2 separate regions of the Nomascus leucogenys genome follow, and region 2 is linked to region 1. The links are chromatin contacts, called in public Hi-C maps. All regions are on one chromosome and are shown on one strand. Each heading gives the region's core, a stretch centred on a gene start, on an enhancer-like site or on the middle of the called end of the contact. The rest is flanking DNA. Distances are from core to core; before and after follow the strand shown. Region 1 holds the start of SLC25A39 (solute carrier family 25 member 39). Region 2 overlaps UBTF (nucleolar transcription factor 1).

Region 1 (2,654 bases), core at 79-2,578:
TCTTGGCTCACTGCAACCTCTGCCGGCCGGGTTCAAGTGATTCTCCTGCCTCAGCCTCCCGAGTAGCTGGGATTACAGGCGCCCGCCATCATGCCCGGCTAATTTTGTATTTTTAGTAGAGACGGGGTTTCACCATGTTGGCCAGGCTGGTCTCGAACTCCTGACTTCAAGTGATCCTCCCGCCTCGGCCTCCTAAAGTGCTGGATTACAGGCGTGAGCCACCGCGCCCGGCCTGTGGTAATCTATTTCAACAATAACCTACTGCAAAGAGTTTTGAGACTCAGAAGAAATCACGATACGACAGCAACCAACACCAAAACGTCTGTGCCCTCCCGCACTCAGTGCTCTCCCTCTCCGCGCAGTCATTCCGGGCCTTAGGCGAGGTTGTGATTTGCCCAAGGTCACGCGGAGGTGGGATCTGGCTCCCCATGGCTCTCCCGGCTCGCTCACGTCCCAGCCCGCCCGGCCCAGGCTGCAGCTCAGCTAACCCGGTGGCGCACACCCGCGCGGGGCCCTGTGGTTTACAAAGCGTTTTGCAGGTGCGGGCCTGTTCCGTAACCTGAAAAATGGGGGCGATGCTAAGGCCGGCGAGAGAAGTCGCCGCGAAGTTTTCAAGTCTCGGCGGGGAGCCCGGCAAGTAACTTCGTCGTTATTGTGTGGTCTCCCGGCGATCTCGAAGAACCCATTCTCACTGCCGCCGCCGCCACGCACCTGAGGACACCGAGGAAGGGGGCCAGTGTGTCACCCTCGCCGTCCGGAAGGCGCTGGGGCTTCCAATGCCGCGCGCGGCCGGGACGGGGCTGGTGAAAATGCGCTTAACAGCCCGGCGCGGCGGCTCACGCCTGGAATCGCAGCACTTTCGAAGACCGAGGTGGGCGGATCGCTTGAGCCCAGGAGTTCCAGACTAGCCTGGGTAACATAGGGAGACAAAAATAAAATAACAAACCACCCAGGCGTGGCGGCGCGCGCCTGTGGTCCCAGCTACTCCGGAGGCTGAGGCAGGAGGATCGCTTGAGTCCGGGAGGTCAAGGCTGCAGTGAGCCTAGATCGCGCCACTGCCCTCCAGCCTGGGTGACAGAGCGAGGCTGAAAAAGATGCTGTCTAAAAAAAGATGCTGGAAGTGCCTGCTGCTGCCAGGTTAAGCGCGACGTGGAGACCGCGAAGTTAGCCGGCAGCTCTCAGCGCTGGACAGGAATGGAACCTGCCCGCGCTGCCCCGGCAAGGGGGCGGGACCGCCGCAGGTCCCGGCGGAGACGCGAGTGGGCGGAGACGTGAGTGGGCGGAGCCGGGGACACTCCGGGCTTGCGTCTGGTCGGCCCGCGGCGGGCGGGGCCTCGCGGCGCGGTGTGGGGGCGGGGCCCCCTTGGCTGCTTTCGGCATCAGCCTCGGTGCGCGGCGAGCGCGCGCGGACCGCGCACAGGCGGCGGAGCCGGTATGGGCCCGCCTGGCCCAGGGCGCCGCGCCGCACGATCACCAGCCTAGAGCCAGGTAGGCGGCGCTGGGCCGGGGCTGGGGGCGGAGACGGAAGCCGGGGTCTCCGGGCGGCCGTGCGAGCTAGGGCAGGTGCTGGGGCCGTCGGGCTGGCGTGGTCCTCTTCACCTGGCGGCTCTGCGCGGTTCGTGGCCGGGAGTGTCGTCGAGGGTCGGGGAGACATCCTGGCCCTACGTCCATACTTCCTGCTCTCCCGGCTGCGCCCCGGGCCTGCATTTTGTGGCGTGAGGCCAGAGACTGCTCTTTCTCTCCGGGCCCCGGGTCTGGCCCGTCCGGCTGGGCGGGGAGGGCCGGGCATCCCAGCCCGCAGTCCTGAGGAGGCGACGGGCCCTTCGTGGTCACCAGATCTGTTTACACGTCACCCTCGGTGCCCGGCCGTCTCTCCACGCCCGGTAACTTACGCTCCCAGGTGCCCGCCCGGGGCGTTGGTGCTGGAGTGGGGGCTGCGGGGGCAGCACAGGTACTCTGATTTGGGGGCCACGAGGGCCAAATCCGCGCCTGCACGTAGGAGGTGCGCAGTGGACACGTGCGAGGTCGACGAGGGAACGGCCCTGGCTCCTATTGTAATCGAGCGATAGGTCTGGCACCCCAGCTTCCTTCGGAACCGCTCCTGAGTGACCTTGGGCAGGCCACCTGGTCTCCCCGAGCCTTAGTTTTCCCCGGAGGAGGGGGGTGGATGGTCCCTGCTTTAGAGGTCATTGCCAGGGTTGTTGAGGCAACAGATGTTTCGAGGGTCGGGTTAAAGTCTCACAGTGGGCCGGGTGCGGTGGCTCACGCATGTAATCCCAGCGCTTTGGGATGCTGAGGCTGGCGGATCACAAGGTCAGGAGATCGAGACCATCCTGGCCAACATGGTGAAACCCCGTCTCTACTAAAAATACAAAAATTAGCTAGGCGTGGGGGTGCGCGCCTGTAGTCCCAGCTACTTGGGAGGCTGAAGCAAGAGAATTGCTTGAACGGGGGTGGATGTTGCAGTGAGCCAAGATGGTACCACTGCACTCCAGCCTGGCAACAGTGCGGAGAGCGAGACGCCGTCTCAAAACAAAAGTCTCACAGTGGCCCAGTCTCCTTTCCTGCTATCCCTGGAGTTGTGGTCTGTTTGAGGTTTGGTTTTCAGGACTGAAGCTTCAAGATGGCTGACCAGGACCCTGCGGGCATCAGCC
Region 2 (2,654 bases), core at 41-2,540, 110 kb after region 1:
GCATGAGGTCTGATCCCATCTTGGGCCAGTCAGTCCCTGGTGTCGTGTGCCTTGGGTACCTGCCTTTGGTACCTGCCTCCAATACGGTGTGGGGCTGGGCTGGGCTTAGCAACTGAGCCCGTCCAGGCAGGGAGTCCAGCCCACACCCAGGCTCTGGAGGCCCACTGAAGGTCACTGTCCTCGGAGTACTGCAGGGTCTGTGGGGACACTGTCTCCAGACTGATCCTGACTCCACTCACTTTCCCAGAAAAAGAAAGATTACGAGGTGGAGCTGCTCCGTTTCCTCGAGGTGAGTGTTCCTCCGGTGGGGCAGTGGGCAGAGAGAACTGGGACTTGGCAGGCAGAGCCCTGGTGAGCCCCTGGAGATAGGGCACCATGCAGTCTGGGTGCCAGGCATGCAGCCCCGTGCTCCTCTTTCCTGTCCAGAGCCTGCCCGAGGAGGAGCAGCAGCGGGTCTTGGGGGAAGAGAAGATGCTGAACATCAACAAGAAGCAGGCCACCAGCCCCGCCTCCAAGAAGCCAGCCCAGGAAGGGGGCAAGGTGGGCAGAGGGTGCGGCCGCGCAGGCGGGGGTGGGCAAGACTGGGCTCCCTGGCAGCACCCACGGACCCCGACCCTCTGCACCTGGACAGGGCGGCTCCGAGAAGCCCAAGCGGCCCGTGTCGGCCATGTTCATCTTCTCGGAGGAGAAGCGGCGGCAGCTGCAGGAGGAGCGGCCTGAGCTCTCCGAGAGCGAGCTGACCCGCCTGCTGGCCCGAATGTGGAACGACCTGTCTGAGAAGAAGAAGGTCAGGCTGCCTGGCAGAGCGCTGTGCCCCCAGGGGGGCTGCCAGGGTCCCCTCCTCCCCTTGGCGGGCCGTGCCACCTCGCCCCTGGCCGCCTGAGCCACGCGGTGCCTGGGCTGGGACGTGGGGCTGGCGCTCAGCAGCCGGAAGGCGGGAAGCTGTCAGCTGAGCGCCGCAGGCCAGGCGGGGGCGAGCCCCAGGCGGGAGACATCTGCACCAGCCCACGCCTCTGCCCGCCTCTGCCCACCGGCGGGAGCGCCTGGGCTGCTGCGTGGGGAGCGCGCGCCCCCTGGGGGTGGGTGGAAGGCTGACGCCCGGGCCATCCCCGCAGGCCAAGTACAAGGCCCGGGAGGCGGCGCTCAAGGCTCAGTCGGAGAGGAAGCCCGGTGGGGAGCGCGAGGAACGGGGCAAGCTGCCCGAGTCCCCCAAGAGAGCTGAAGAGATCTGGCAACAGAGCGTTATCGGCGACTACCTGGCCCGCTTCAAGGTGACAGGGGTGGGAAAGGGTAGTACTGCAGCCTCTAGCCCCGGGTGACCCCTCCCACGGCTGATACCCTTATCGGTCCCCAGAATGACCGGGTGAAGGCCTTGAAAGCCATGGAAATGACCTGGAATAACATGGAAAAGAAGGAGAAACTGATGTGGATTAAGAAGGCAGCCGAAGACCAAAAGCGATACGAGGTAGGAATGGGGCCGGGGCCCCCCCATTCATTGAAAGCTCGGGAACTCCCCTTTGGTTGGGCAGCTCTGAGCAAGAAGGCCCAGCCTTGGTCTGTGACCCTCAGCAAGTCCCAGCTTCTTTCTCTGAACCCCTGTCTCTCATCAGTAAGGTGGGGGTGACATTGCTAACCTCCAGGCTGACTCGGGGGATGCGAGCAGTTGTGAAAGCACTTGTAAACTGTGGTGCCTGCCTCAGATGTGAGCTGTCAGGAAGTTGCTCACTAGCTACCTGTTTCTCCTCCTCCCCGGCACAGAAAAAGACAGCCAGCTAAGGTGCTGATGGCATGGGGCAGAAGGCAGCAGTATTTTGGGGGTGGGACTGGGGGGTGAGTGTGACCTTTCTCCCTCCAGAGAGAGCTGAGTGAGATGCGGGCACCTCCAGCTGCTACAAATTCTTCCAAGAAGATGAAATTCCAGGGAGAACCCAAGAAGCCTCCCATGTGAGCCTGGGGGTTGGAGCCTGCCCTGGAGGTGGGGGAGGGTCAGGGCTGGACGGCTGCTTTGTTGGGGTCCTGACCCTCCTTGTACCACCCCCACCTCCCAGGAACGGTTACCAGAAGTTCTCCCAGGAGCTGCTGTCCAATGGGGAGCTGAACCACCTGCCGCTGAAGGAGCGCATGGTGGAGATCGGCAGCCGCTGGCAGCGCATCTCCCAGAGCCAGAAGGAGCACTATAAAAAGCTGGCCGAGGAGCAGCAAAAGCAGTACAAGGTGCACCTGGACCTCTGGGTCAAGGTGAGAGGGCAAGGGACCCTTGGAAAGAACAGGGAGGCATCAGACTAAGCCAGCACCAGCCCAGCCTGGCCCATCCACCCACTTGTGCTGGCTGGTCTCATTCATGATTTCATTCCATGCCCTTGCAATCCTTCAGGATAACAGTCACTATCACCCTTTTATTTTTATGTTTTATTTTATTTTATTTTTTGAGACAGTCTTGCTCTCTTGTCCAGGCTGGAGTACGGTGGTGCAGTCTCGGCTCACTGCAACCTCCACCTCCCAGGTTCAAGCGATTCTCCTTCCACAGCCTCCAGAGTAGCTGGGGCTACAGACGCGTACCACCACACCTGGTTAATTTTCGTGTTTTTAGTAGAGATGGGGTTTCACCATGTTGGGCAGGCTGGTCTCGAACTCCTGGCCTCATGTGATCCGCC

The links. A called contact is a pair of places that touch in the nucleus more often than the background predicts.
Region 2: a Hi-C map of a lymphoblastoid cell line shows a contact between it and region 1, with 7 times the contacts expected there. The contact joins the enhancer-like site here to the promoter of SLC25A39 in region 1. A contact is called at or near these places in 4 of 4 Hi-C or Micro-C datasets (a lymphoblastoid cell line and an unstated tissue).

What each region holds. Positions count from the first base shown.
Region 1 is chr19:31,835,767-31,838,420 of Asia_NLE_v1, forward strand. It overlaps SLC25A39 (solute carrier family 25 member 39), which reads left to right and starts at 1,329. Exons shown (of 12, transcript XM_030799337.1): 1 at 1,329-1,488; 2 at 2,609-2,654. The coding sequence starts at 2,624.
Region 2 is chr19:31,949,516-31,952,169 of Asia_NLE_v1, forward strand. It overlaps UBTF (nucleolar transcription factor 1), which reads left to right. Exons shown (of 21, transcript XM_030800687.1): 11 at 248-289; 12 at 427-540; 13 at 632-787; 14 at 1,116-1,271; 15 at 1,355-1,465; 16 at 1,856-1,944; 17 at 2,049-2,238. Among named protein-coding and RNA genes, the nearest start is that of ATXN7L3, 10 kb to the right of the region's middle. Within about 2 kb of position 1,291, the one cell type or tissue checked has an H3K27ac peak away from gene starts, as active enhancers do. A contact at or near this core is called in a lymphoblastoid cell line, where this site is marked.